Linked DNA regions of Mus musculus: region 2 is linked to region 1. The links are chromatin contacts, called in public promoter capture Hi-C maps. All regions are on one chromosome and are shown on one strand. Each heading gives the region's core, a stretch centred on a gene start, on an enhancer-like site or on the middle of the called end of the contact. The rest is flanking DNA. Distances are from core to core; before and after follow the strand shown. Region 1 has its middle 54 kb from the start of 4930511E03Rik. Region 2 holds the start of Tafa4 (TAFA chemokine like family member 4).

Region 1 (6,806 bases), core at 2,083-4,582:
TATCACCACTGCCAGCACCTTGTAACTGTCTGTGAAGTGATGTTTGTTATAGTGCCAAATATATATGTTCGTGATTATGACTCTGGTTAATCATTATTTTGTATTTTAGTGGTATTTACATCTACTCATACCTGTGAACTGTGCATCCGGGGTTTCAACCAACCACAGGTAGAATGATAGCTTGAGGGTGGTGGAGCTCAGGGAAGGGGTCTCTCTGGGAGGGGTTGAAGGGGGGGTAAAGGGAAAGCGATGGAATCCAATTCAAAATATTGTTTTTTAAAGAAGAGAAAATATTGGGGAAAACTGTGTCTGGGGCAGGAGACATAACTGTACCAGTAGGGTGCTTATCTTATGAGCATGAAGACATGAGTTTCATTCCCAGAACCCTCCTAAACAAGAAGTTGAGATGTGGTGGCGCATACTTACAAGTCCAGTGATAGGGAAACAGAGAAAAGAGTCCCTGAAGTTCACCAGCTAGCCAACCTAGCCCCCTTGGCAGTCTCTGGGTCAGTGAGTTAAAAATAGAGCAATGTGCTACCCAGAGTTGTCCTTTAGCTTCTGAGCACATGGACATACACACCTCAGTCTGCACGGATGCATCCACCCACATCCACACACAATGCCATACCCAACTGTATCTGTACTTAATGTGTACAGATTCCTTCTTCTTATTTATTCTCTAAAACATACTTTTTTGTTTTGTTGTTGTTGTTGTTTTGGTTTTTGGTTATTTTTGAGACAGGATTTCTCTGTGTAGCCCTGGCTGTCCTGAAACTCACTCTGTAGTTGAGTAGCTGGCCTTGAACTCAGAAATCTGCCTGCCTCTGCCTCCCAAGTGCTGGGACTAAAGGCATGCGCCATCACACCCAGCTAAAACATACGTTTTAATGGATACTTATGTATAGATTATCTGAAGATGATTTAAAGATGGAGGGGTGATGTTCATAGGTTATTACAAACATTGTGCCACTTTATGAAAGACGCTTAATCATCCATGGATTTGCCATGTGTAGAAGTGCTAAAACTAACCCCTATGATACTGAGGGCCAATGTGTGTGTGCATATGTGCATGTGTGCATGTGCGTGTGCGTGTGTGTGTGAAAGAAAGACAGGGGAGGGAGAAATTTCAGAAATGTATTTTATTCCTAGACTACCACACGTTTTGAAACTTAGTATACGGAATCCTCAAGGCAGAACAGTGTCTAGAGTGAACTAGACCTTATAGATTGGCACTGAACTTCGTGACAGGGCAGTAAAGAAGTGAAGGATTTATCATTTATGAACCTGTAACCTAGGAGAGAAACCATTCAGTTCACTGTATCTCAGTGGCCTCACCCGGGGAATGTAGGAAATTATGTTAATAGTTCCCAAGATAGAGCCCACCACTTTCTTTTCATTTGGTTATTTTTAGCTCACTTCAGTGGAAATTTCTATGAAGGAGCTACAAGCATCAATGTGCACAGCAAATGTTGGGGTCCTTTGGTCTGACAATCTGAGAAGTCAGAAAAATAAATGAACCATCTTTGGAAAGAACAGTGGAAATACTCGGCTTCACTGAAAATTCTAGAGAGCTGTCGCCTGTGACACAGTCCAGAGCAGTTCTGATTTATCTCAAGACTTAGTGTGACCAAACCAGCGACTCCTAGGCCCTGTCAGGGCATCACTGACAACTGTAGGTGCTTTTTCTTTTCCTCCATGAAATTCTCCAATTAAGTCTCTGAGTTAACTCAGTGTGTGTGTGTGTGTGTGTGTGTGTGTGTGTATTTCATTCTTTTAGCTCTGTGAACCCTTTTTGTTTGTGGGAAATGTATTGTTTTAGGTCTGAATTATTCTCTTCTGGATATGTCCTCATGATGTTATTTATTGGGTATGCCCCTAAATGTCTTTTATAACAATCTTTGACCATTTTAATTAGATTAGTAGAAAATATCAATCAGAAGATTTGTAATTTGCCCTGAAATTCAGTTACTAGATCTTTATTTGTTTATTTAGCATCAGTTCTGGTTCTTAGATTCAGGGTGTCTGAGTTTCCACTCTGTTGTGGAGACACTGAACTTCACAATAGGGAAAAGTTCTTTGTCTCCCAGGATCTGTCTAGAAACCTAACATGAGGACAGGAACTTGAATACCCACAAAAATATTCCCCTTTCAGGACTCTAGGATTCAACTGGAAGGCAAAAGGCTAAGCTTTAACAATCCTGGCAATTTCCCACCTCCCTCTGTCTACCAGCGAGAGTTCACCAAATGGTCCTTGCCATGGGGGGAGAGAAAATATTCCTTCAACAATAGCCACCAATGTTAAAATGCTGAGCTGCAATTACAGCTCAAGGAGATGCCCAGCTGGAAATATTTGAAAGAATTTTGATACCCAGTGGAAAACTCTGGAAAGGTTCTGAGGTTAAAGGTCACGTGTGTAGCCTTAAAAACTATGCGTGACAGAGTTGTTTTTCCATCAACACATGGCAGGTGAGTCGTGGACATTACATCTGCCTCCTCAGGGAGCTGACAAAATGTCAGGACTCTATGCCCAGCTTAGCCTAGCCATCACTCACTTTCAGACCTTGTACAAACAGTTTCAAGTCTCCCAGCCCTTCCTTTCCATTCAGGCTGTTTTTGAAGTTAAACAAAGTCATTGACCATCACAAAGAAAATATTCAAAGCATTGTATGGGAAGAGGGGTGTGCAAAATGCGACCGTTTACTTTGCTATGTTTGGATTACAAACAAATATTCACACCTGTGGTAGGCCTCTGACTGATGAAGAACCTAGCAAACTATTTGAGACAAACACAATTTCATACTTTTCATGACTGCAAGTCTATTCCACAGTCTACTGCCAAGACGGAAGAATTAAAGTACCAAGGAGAGAAAGTGAAGCGGTCGGTGGGTCCTAAACCGCAGGCAGCAACTTGCCAAACTGGTTGAACTCTGCCACTGCTCTGCGGAAGCATTTCATGTCTAGATTCTCCAATCTTGCTTGGAAAGAAGGTAGGGGGATCTTTAAAGTAGCATTAAGAGCATCAATAGTCTCAAGGGAGACCAGAGAGAGAGGTGGTGAATACTCTTCCCACAGTGTTCAGGCCAAGTGTGACAAGCTGAACCAAGCATCGAGGTCAGGAAAGCCAGCGTTATCATTTCAGTAAACAGTATGGCCTAAAGAAGCCACACGATGGGTTTCCTTGCTGTTAACGGCGGTCAACCCAGTGGCATAGTAACTCCATAGTACCCAAATATTGATTGGGTTGCCAACACCCACTTCAGAGGTGACTGGCTGACTACATAGAGACAGCACCTGTCAACAAACAAAGGAGTCCTTCGCGGCTTCACTCCTTCAGCTAAGTGCATCTTCTCAAGAGAGCTTCAAAGGCAATTACCTGGCTATTTTTAGAGCCATTCGGGATACCGTCTCCTTGACGTTTCTCTCGAAGATCTGTGCAGAGTTATTTACTGAACTTTAATTTCCTGGAATTCAGGGTTGGCTTAGGGACTAAGTTATTTGCTCACTGTTGCCAACTGGTAGCCAGACACAGTGGCAGACGAGGACCCACAAGGCTCCGCCCTCATGTGATGACTGAGTTTGTTGGGTGGTCCCTGTCTTCTCATAGCTTCTTTGCCCACAGATTTCCCTGGGAGGTCCCAGAGGCAAATGTATTATTTGGTGGATGTAGAGAAAAAATACGTCAAAGCTATTTTCCTAGATGAAGCTTGATACATTTGTGGGAGTAGCCAAGTTGCCTCCTGATTAAATACTGTAACAATTAAAGCAGGAGACAAGGGGTTCCAAGGAAGCCAAGACAATTGCACAACGAGGTTCATTTTATTATTCCAGCTCCTTTGATAACAGAGTTAAAGGTTCCCAGGTCAGCAGAGTGGTTGTTGCCCGGGCAGCATGTTCAACATTCTATAAAGCACAACAATGTTATTTGTGTTTAGAAAACCATCTGGGGTATGGGAGTGTCATTTACCTTAACTGTCCTCTAGAAATTGAGGAAGGTTGTGGGCATTGCTGTGTCCCTTCTCACATTTGTTGCCATTCCAATTTCCATTCTTCAAAATATCACCATGGGGTATTCCCATGCCCAGGTCACGAATTCATCATATCCTTGCATAACCTCACTTCAAACCCTAACACATTGGTACTAAACTTTCAAACTAAAATTAGGCCTGTGGGTGTTCCCTTCTTCCTGTCGACAAGGGCAAGACCCACCAGACACAAAGGCACTTTGTGGCCTGTCCCAAAGAACGTGTGCTTGAGACTGTATCAGCATTTGTCGGCTGTGGAGTGTCTGCTAGAGAAGGGATGAGGCCCGAATGATAGCAAATGTACCAGGGATCCGGGTCTAAAGAAGGGTTAGCTTCCATCAGGGTGAGAAATCATGTACTGCTGACTTTTACCCTTAAGGAGCGCTGTGGAGTTACGTTCAATTGCTTATTGGGGGGTTGACTCAGAGTTTTGTACCTGCTGGGCAAATGTTCTACTGCCGTGCTTTGCCCCATCCCAGCTACCAAAATTCTGAAGGGGAGGCTAGAAGAGAATACAGTAGATTTAGTACCACTCCTCAGGCTTGGTGTTGTGGGCCAGGGAATAGTTCCTGGATGTTTTCTTTAAGATATTGACTGTCTTTGACCTCTATTTACTAGGAATAGACACACACACACACATACACGTTATGACCATCAAAATGTCTCTAAACAGGGTCAAATCCCCCCCACAATATAACCCCAAATTGAGAAGCATTTGTGCTAAATTTTATATCAACTTGACAGAAATTAGAATCATCCAAAAAGAGGAAACCTTAATTGAGAAAATGTCTCCATCAGATTACCTGTAAGTAAGTCTTTAGGACATTTTCTTGATTGATGATTACTATGGGAGGTCCCAGTCCATTGTGGGAGCTGCCATCCTTGGGCAGGTGGTCCTCTGTGGTGTAAGAAAGCAGGGGAGGAGCAAACCATGGGGAGCCATCCACTAGGTAGCATTCTGTTGTCTCTGCCTCAGCTCTTGCCTTCACTTCCTGCCCTTATTTCCCTCAATGATCATCTGTGATCAGGACATGTAACCCAAATGAACCCTTTCTTCCCCAAGGTCTTAGTGGCTCTGGTATTTTTATCACAGCAATAGAAAGCAAGCTGACACAGTACTGGTCTAAACACTCTTTCTCAGAGGGACCATGGACAGATTGCATCGGAGTCACCTGGGTGCATGGTACAGATAGTGTTCCATTGGCTTCATCTAGCCGGAGTCAAAGCAATCAGAAGTTGGATCCAGGAGGCTGGTTCTCATTAAGCTCCCCAACAATTCCTGTGAGCATGGAGCTTTTAAGACAGTGTCTGAGATTTGCCTGTTGGGTAAAGTTACAGAGTGCAGGTAACACTGTGAAGGAGGCTCTTGAGGGCTTGGGATGTGTGTGCTCCAATAGATTTGATTCAGAACTGGATTCCCTATATTGACTTTTGTTTCTTGTTACATTGCACCACGGAAGGCGATCCATGTCAGCTACATAAGAACCACTTAAGAAACTTAAGAACCGTAGATAGCAAAGGTCTGCCTAGAGAGTGTCCTTGTTGGAGAGAATATGGTCTAGTTATCAAGATGGAAAAGCACTAACCTGGACTAGAGCTTGGATGTACTACTCATAGCACTTAGTGAAATGTATGTTCTTGAGCTCCACCACTATTCACGGATGCTAAGTAACACTGAGATGAGGACCACATGCCTTCATTAGTGTGTATAGAGGGGTGCATGTTCAGGAGTGTGTGTGTGGATACAGAGGCCAGAGGACAATGGCTGCATCATTCCCCAGGCATTGTCCATCTTGTTTTTTAATATAAGCTCTCTCACTGGTCCAAAACTCTCTAAGTAGGGTAGGCTGACTGGGAAGCAATCTTTCAGATCCTCTTAAGTTTGCCTCCCCAACACTAGGGTTTCAGACATGAGTTATCCTACATGACTTTTTTTTTTTTTTTTTTTGAGCATGATTTCTGGGAATCAAACTTAGGCACCCATGCTTACACAACAAGCACTTTGCTGATTAAGCTATCCAACTAGCCTTGTGCCTTCACTTTTATCAAACTCATAACCACACACAAATGCATTTACATTCATATACACACCCCTAAAAATCCATCATGGAGGGTCTCAGACTCTCAGAATGAAATGATTCCCCAAATCTAGGGAAAGGGGTGAGAAGGTATAGCTGTGGTCAAACACATCTGTTTCTACTTACACATCTGTTCTTCGCACAGAGGCATGGGTAGAAGCTATTTCTTGTGTCTGTGTGGAAAGCAGCCAGCCTCATCAGAACTTCACTCATCACCTTGGGCATCCTATCCTGAGACACGGAGTCAGGTGTGTCGGGACTTGAATGGTACACACAGCCCACTCCTGGGTTTCTTCACCCAGTTTTTTGCATTTAGGAAAAAGCCATTTCACTCCCAATTCTGTTCAAACGTGGATAATATTTTTAAAAAAAAAAGCAAACAACTTTAAACTTCCTAACTCTAAAGAAAGTGTTAATTTTCCCAAAACCCTAATCACAAGCATCTAGAAAAATAGAAAAATACCCAACAGGTATCTTTGAGGTAGAGCTGGCCAGCCGGGTTACAGGACTTCTATTCTTATTAGAGTATTTTCATATTTGTTTTTTTTTTTAACAGTAAGCTGATGAGTTAAAGAAAGCAGGTCTCAAAACAACCCCCAGGAAGCCCATCTTCTCAGAGACCATTTGCTGCCCTTCAGAATATAACTATCGCCCAAACACCCAGACACGGGAGCTTAATGTCCAGCTATTAGGCAGTGGTGAAAAC
Region 2 (6,675 bases), core at 4,007-6,506, 2.2 Mb before region 1:
TCAGTCTCTTTTTCATTTTTGCCATAGTCTTAAATGATCACCTATGTAATTCTTTTTAATCAGAAATCCCTCTGAATACAACCTCGATTGAAACACACAATCTATGAAACCACAGGCTTAATGTTCTCTTTCAGCCTCTTTCTGAATGGACAGTAAAACGAATTATAACTGTTAACTCTTTTCCCTGTGCTTTGGGTAAGATCATCTTACATTCCATCTGTGGAATAAAAATTGCATTTTAGGAAATGCTGGGTTGGTATGTTATTTCAAGACAAGATATGTTACTGACACATTACAAATTTGAGAGGCACCACAGGCATTTCTTTGTACCTGGGTATCACTGGCAGACAGGAAAAGGCCACCTTGATAGAGTCTTGGATGTGAAAATATGGAGAACCTAAGGATGCTGATGGGGAGGGGTTAGACAATCCCTCACTTCCCTTTTCCCCTGGTGCACTGGCAGTCCTATGGGGGCTTTGTTCACCTCTCTTTATTATCCACTAATACAGTAGGATGCAGCCAAGAGTCTGGCATGTAGTAGTAGCTAAAGCAAATGAAAAAATAAAGAATCCATCTGGACCAGTGTGGTTGCTCTTGTGTGTTCTTTGAGGTCAAGGATTACTAATCCCTTTTAAAGCTGCATCTCCAATGCCGAATGGAGCATCAGGCACACACAAACAGAATCAGTTACGGTTTTGTTTTAATAACCAAAAGATGTTTACATTGGTAATCTGTTAGACAAGTGGGGTCATATCTTGAAATTTCAGCTCTGAAAACTCCAGATTGAAAGTGGATGAGAATAACTACTAAGCCATTCTTAGTTGAGGTAAAGTACATATATCGTGAGATTTACCATGTAATTGCATTTAAGTGAATAACTGGATGCTATCAAATGCACTTGTGTTTTGGGACAGCCATCATCATGGAATCTCCTGGGATCTTTCCTCTCCTATGCTGGAAGTCTCTTTCTGTTAAACAGCAATGGCCACATCTCCTCCTCATCTGGTCCTGGGCAACCAACAGTTTACTTTTTTTATTTCTATGAATCTTACTATACTAGGTACATCATCTATAGGAAATCACACTGTCTTTTTATAACTGTCTGTGTTTGAGATTTATTCATTGCTCTGTGTGTCAGAATCCCCCTCCTAATTAAGGCTGATAGTAATAATACTCTATTGTACAAGTTGCACAAACACACCACACTTTGGTTACCATTTGTCTGTTGAACAGATTGACTGTTTCTCACTTTTATTCCACTGCGAATCATGCTGCTATAAACACAAGTATGCACACATTCCTTTGATAAGCAGAAACTCTAAATGAGCTAGTAAAAGAATCAATGAAATAAAGAATGAATGGCATCCCCAATCTTCAATGTAGCTCAGAGGTTGACAACGAAACTGGGAGATGTTGGGATAGAAGAGGTGGGGAAGAGAGGACATTATCCACTCTACATGATGCTGGGCCATATCAGAATCGAGTTTGTATCTTTGTATGCAGTGGCTCTCATGTTATCTCTAAAAATGCGCTTCGCTGTGGGTTCATAAATCCCTCTTACACTAATTTGCCCTGAAGTGCTGTTCCTGTCCAAGACATAAATTATTGAAACCCTTGTGGTCAGCAAAGGGAACGGTAGTGAACCCCACCTAAGCCTTCCAAAGCAAATAGCCAGACACCTTGTCTGAGTTCCAGAAGTCTAAAACAAGTCTGACCAAGCCATCCAAGGCAGGAAGTCATTAGCAACTGTATACCCTGTACTTCCTGAGGAAGGTGAGGGATTCCAGCCCTAGCCAGAGGAGCCTTATATCTTTTCCTCACTGCAAGTACCCTGGGCTTTCTCCAGGATCAGAGCTATGGGGAAGCTGTGAGAACAGATCTTGATTCATTTTCAAAAGTTCATTCTCTGGCAGGAGGGAAGACCTATTCATATCTGTGTAAGGAGAGGTGAAGCCGGTGTTTTACACGGCACTCAGCATCCCCTCTGGGAGGGGTAATGCTGCTCCTCGCCTGTTTTTCTGCTACTTGGGTAAGGGGTGGGCCTCCTTTGTGTTAAAGAGCTGTCAGTGAGTGAGATATCGGTGTATGTCAAAGTAGACAGTTCTAAGAAGTCCGATGCGTTTCCTCAGAGGAAAGAAGAGCTGATCAGCCTCACACAAATAAAAAAAAGTACACAAGTTGTTTCATTTATCAAGGTCCTTATAGTTCCCAGTTTGAAGCAAGGGAATGCAAAGCAAATATTTAGTGAGAAAAGTGAACTTGAAAGTTAAAGGGCTGGGGTAAATAAAAAAAAAGGTGAGTGACTGGCGCTTTGAAGATTTCAAAGACCAATGCAGTGGGATAGACACATGCTCTTTGCATTCTAAAGGCTTGCTTCATTTGTTTCTGCTAGCCACTCTGGCACAGACTTTAGGTGACAGACTGGCTCAGGACCACGGGCTTATTATTTGACCTTTTTTTGGAGATGGAGCTTTTTCATCTGTGGAATAGAAGCTGTACTAAGAGAAATTTACTTTTTCAGAAGATGAGCATGATAACCCCATAAAGCACTTAGCATACTCAGACACACAGCTATGATTAATGTTTGTTGTTATCATTATTAGTCTTCTACGGAAAAATTATACTCCAGGTACATGAGCATTGCAAGAAAAGAATTTTAAATTGAAGTTTTACTTAATAATAAGGGGATTTGTGCGTATGTGTGTCTCAGGGCATGCGTGGAGGTCAGAAGACAAACTTGGCTGCCAGTTTTCACCTCTTCCCTTGCTTGAGACAAACTGTCATTGCAGACGTTGCCATATAAGCCTGACTGAGTCTCCTGTCTTTACATCCAATCTTGCCCTGGAATTATAGATCCATGTACTACTGAGTCCAGATTTTATATCAGTTCCAGGGGTTTGAACTCAGGTCACCAGGTTTGAGTGGCAAGTGCTTTATCCATGGAACCATCTTCCCCACCCTGATAATGGAGAGATTTTTGTAAATAGGCTTAGTAGTGTCAGAATGTCCTGCCACAGGCTCAGTCACAGGTGTGTGTATTATAAACCAAGATATGCCCACTATCTCGTTCCATCTGTTATAAGAGGAGGAAAGAGAAACATAAAGTTCAAATAACAAGAATTCCTAGAGGCACAAAGGGAGTTTGTGAGTTTCCGTGCATAAATGCAAAGGCAACAACAACAACAACAAAAACCAAACAAAAGACCTGTTGGCATGACCTTCACTTGGTCTTACATAAAAAAAAATAGTCTGACCCATTTTAATAATACAGACATTGATTGATTTGACATAACTTCAAATGGTGCATAACAGCTGGCAGGATAGAAGGAGGGGCCTATGCAATGAGTGGCAGAGCTGGTTTTGTTGTTGTTGTTTTTACGAGAGGACAACTGAGCTAATGCTGGTGACAGTCTCTGTTTAGATGTTTGTTTGGTAGACCTTCTGTCCTTTAGATCTTGGCTGTCACCATGTCAGTGACTTTACCAGGGCAGACAATCTGAATTATGGACACCGCCATAATTCCTGTGCTCATTCTATAATCTTTTAATACATATTTTGCTCTGAATTTGCCTCTTTTGTACATTGGTTGAATTGCTTGGTGCCCAACCTTCCCTGTAACTATAGACAGAAGTCACGCCTGCTGGGTTGGTCACAGCATCCCAAAGCCTGGCACATAGCATTTGATGACATGGCATTTGATAAGCAGCTGGATGAAGAAATAATTGGAACTCCTTTAGCTCCCTCCTCCCATTACTTACCTTTCTGTGGTGCTGATTTGGCCGTATAGCTCAGTTCATAGGGGGCATTCTGCCTCTGTCAACTGCTGCATTCGGCATATCACATCATTGGACATTTACCAGGATGTCCTTTAACTGTACCATCATAGGAACAGGCACGCTCGCAAGGGTTGCTCATGGTTGAAAACCCTTAGGTTGGTGACAATTTAATAGCGTGACTGACTTTGCAAGGCCCCAATTTTGATAACAAAAGAGCCAGGGATTGTCACTGTTTTGCAATCAGGGAAATAATGTGGTGTGGCTTGTGTGTGTGGCAGGAGGCGTGGGAAACAAGGGCAGTGGCCTGGATGAGACCAAGCAGCAGGGAGAGAAAGTGGATATATGTGGATGCGTCTGCGGTAGATGGCTCATCATTTTAATTCAATGAAAAATAAAAGGACTGGGGGTGGGGTGGGGGGAGCTGTTAGCCAGTGGCAGAGGACAGCACGGTGACAGAGAATGGTGGTTTTCAAACTGCATGCATATAACAACCACATGGGGACTTTGAGTTTAAATGAAAATTCTGGTTCTAGGGTGGAGCCTGAAAGTCCAAAATTCTAGCCTGGTCTCAGAGAGAAGGCACGTGCTTGCTAACCGGGGTCAAATATAAGCGGTACTACTACTAATTAACTCCACAATTGTGAGCAAATTATTTAGCCTCTCTGAGCCTTAGTTTTCTCATCTATACAATGGCGGTCAGATGAGAGAAGATACTGTTTAAATGCCGCTGATTGTTGGTTACTTCTGTGAGGGAAGAGGGAAAAGCGATTGGATGGGGCTGGAAACAAGGTAGAGGTAAGGCATCAAAGAACTGGATTTTAGAGACAGGATTCAGGCTAACGGTAAACGCGCTATGTCGTCTAGATGACCTTGAACTTCTGATCCTCCTGCTAGGGTCACAGACTGCATCACTGCATCTAGTTTTATGTAGTGCTAGTGCTGGTCTCTGGCATGCTTAGGCAATGAGTCCCATTAAAACAGGTTTGTTTGTTTGTTTGTTTGTTTTTGTTTTAGAAAATCATTTAGCTATTAACCTGTGTGTCAAGTTTTCTCTTTTTCTCACGCAAAGACATTACGCATGCAGCCAGACTGCTTTTGCACACGTTAGAAGATGCCTGCTTGCAGTCTGTAGTGGGACCTCTGTGGAGGAAATGGTTTCAACTGGGAGCGGAACCCCAAATTCTCCTACCGTTTGCAGGGCTTAACTTGGCTCTCAGGTGTTCAGAAGAATCAACACCTTTCCTCCAGCACCTGCGGAGTAGTGGCCACAGCGAGGCGCTCGCTTAGGAGAGGCGCACACAGCAGTACGGTAGGGAGGTGAGGGAAGAGGGGTGGAGGGGGGGTGGGGCTCAGAGGACAGGCCCACGTGGACTGCGGGGTTTGACAAGGGCGCCAGCAATCGGGCAGTCTGGCCAATCAGCGCTGTCAGCGGCCAGCCGGGCTCCTCCTGGTCAGCTAGCTCTGGGCTGGTTTCTGCACTGCTAGCCTGGAGCCACCCTGGACGGGGCGCACTTGCTGGGCGCGCAGGGCTGTCTGCACCCTCTGGGATCTGGCTGGGACAATGTTTCTTCTTTAAGACACGGCGCTTCCCACGGTAGCTTTGGCTTCTCTTTGCAGCAGCACCGGAACTTTCCCCACTTTCGGCCGTACTAAGAGGGTGATGGGCGCAAGTCGCCAGCTGAGCATCCTTTGGTTTCAGTGCTGTGATCGGCGCTTCACTCTGGACTCCCGGATCTGACTCGGCTGCTCTTTCTAGTCTAGTAAGAATGGGCTCTGGGGTAGAGCTGGCGGGAGAAGGGGTTAGAGCAGCCTTGAACCTTATGCTTAAGCATGGTCTCCGCGAGAAGAGTGGCCTTTGGGGCTAATTTCAGTTTCACTAGTCTCGGTGTAGCTAGCCCTAGTCACTCCAGCATTTAGCAGGGAGCAGGGGGAAGTACTTGAATCAGCCGCGTGCATCCTAAAGTTAGAAGAGACACTGAGAAGGATACGACGTGCAGCTAGGGGTTATGAGTAGGGACGGCGGGCAGCAGCCACTTCCAATTTGGGAGTTCAGACTCTGGAGCCCTACTGGTGCTGAGGCAGCCACTTGATGAACTGGGGTGAGCAGTCTCAGGGCGAACACCCCAAGAGCTGGAGCTTCTGTCTGGCCACTGAGGTCTCATCCTTTTGCATCCGAGCAGGGGTCCTTACAAGTATCAGCAGGAGGAAGTAGGTGGGCTGGTTCCTGGACCTCCGACAGCTTGGGCTGACTGGGAGCGCAGGTGGTTAACAGGGAAGGGTCTTAGAGTTCTGGTGAGGCATCTCGGCTTTGTCCACCAAAGCTGCAAGCGCCTCAAAATTTATTTCCCTCTTGCTTCAGTTACATGGCCACTTGTCTCGCACCGCACCGCAGGGCGTCTTTAACCCAAGCTTGTCCTTGGAGAATTGGAAATAGAAAGCTTTATAGCCTGCACCTGGGAAGGCAGCCCAAGCCACAAGCTTCTTGCTAGTGTGTTAGTGTGTTTTTTCCCTTGAACGCTGAGTTATGAATCAGCCAGAAATATGCATATGTACAAGTTCACAGACTCTTGGAGTAGCAGCCATGTGCCAACCCCCACCGGGACTGAAGTATCCCTTTTGGTGAAGCGTACTGATCCCAGAACTCTTTTTGCTTTTAACTTTTTAATGCCCTTCCCTCCGAGAAGAGCAAAGTTAATAAGATGTGACAGGCAAAAATCCCTGCTTGGAGGCGGCCTCAGTGGGAGAGGGGGTATTTCCATTGAGTCCTTAGTCTGATATTTCCTGTAATCCTTGATACGGGGATAGCCCATCTGCTGACTCAGGCAACCAAACCTGTGCACATCAGTGACTAAGCTTCGTCAAAACATCTTTGCTACAAGCAAGCAAACAACAAACCAGC

What was found. Promoter capture Hi-C pulls out the DNA fragments that hold promoters and counts their contacts.
Region 2: a contact with region 1 is called in a promoter capture Hi-C map of hippocampal neurons, with 10 times the contacts expected there. The contact joins the promoter of Tafa4 here to the enhancer-like site in region 1. A contact is called at or near these places in 4 of 39 promoter capture datasets (the C10 cell line, cranial neural crest, embryonic stem cells and 1 more).

The regions. Positions count from the first base shown.
Region 1 is chr6:94,886,012-94,892,817 of GRCm38.p6, reverse strand. No RefSeq gene overlaps it. Among named protein-coding and RNA genes, the nearest start is that of 4930511E03Rik, 54 kb to the left of the region's middle. Within about 2 kb of position 3,332, at least 11 of the 459 cell types and tissues checked have an H3K27ac peak or open chromatin away from gene starts, as enhancers often do.
Region 2 is chr6:97,058,992-97,065,666 of GRCm38.p6, reverse strand. It overlaps Tafa4 (TAFA chemokine like family member 4), which reads left to right and starts at 5,256. Exons shown (of 6, transcript NM_177233.5): 1 at 5,256-5,536.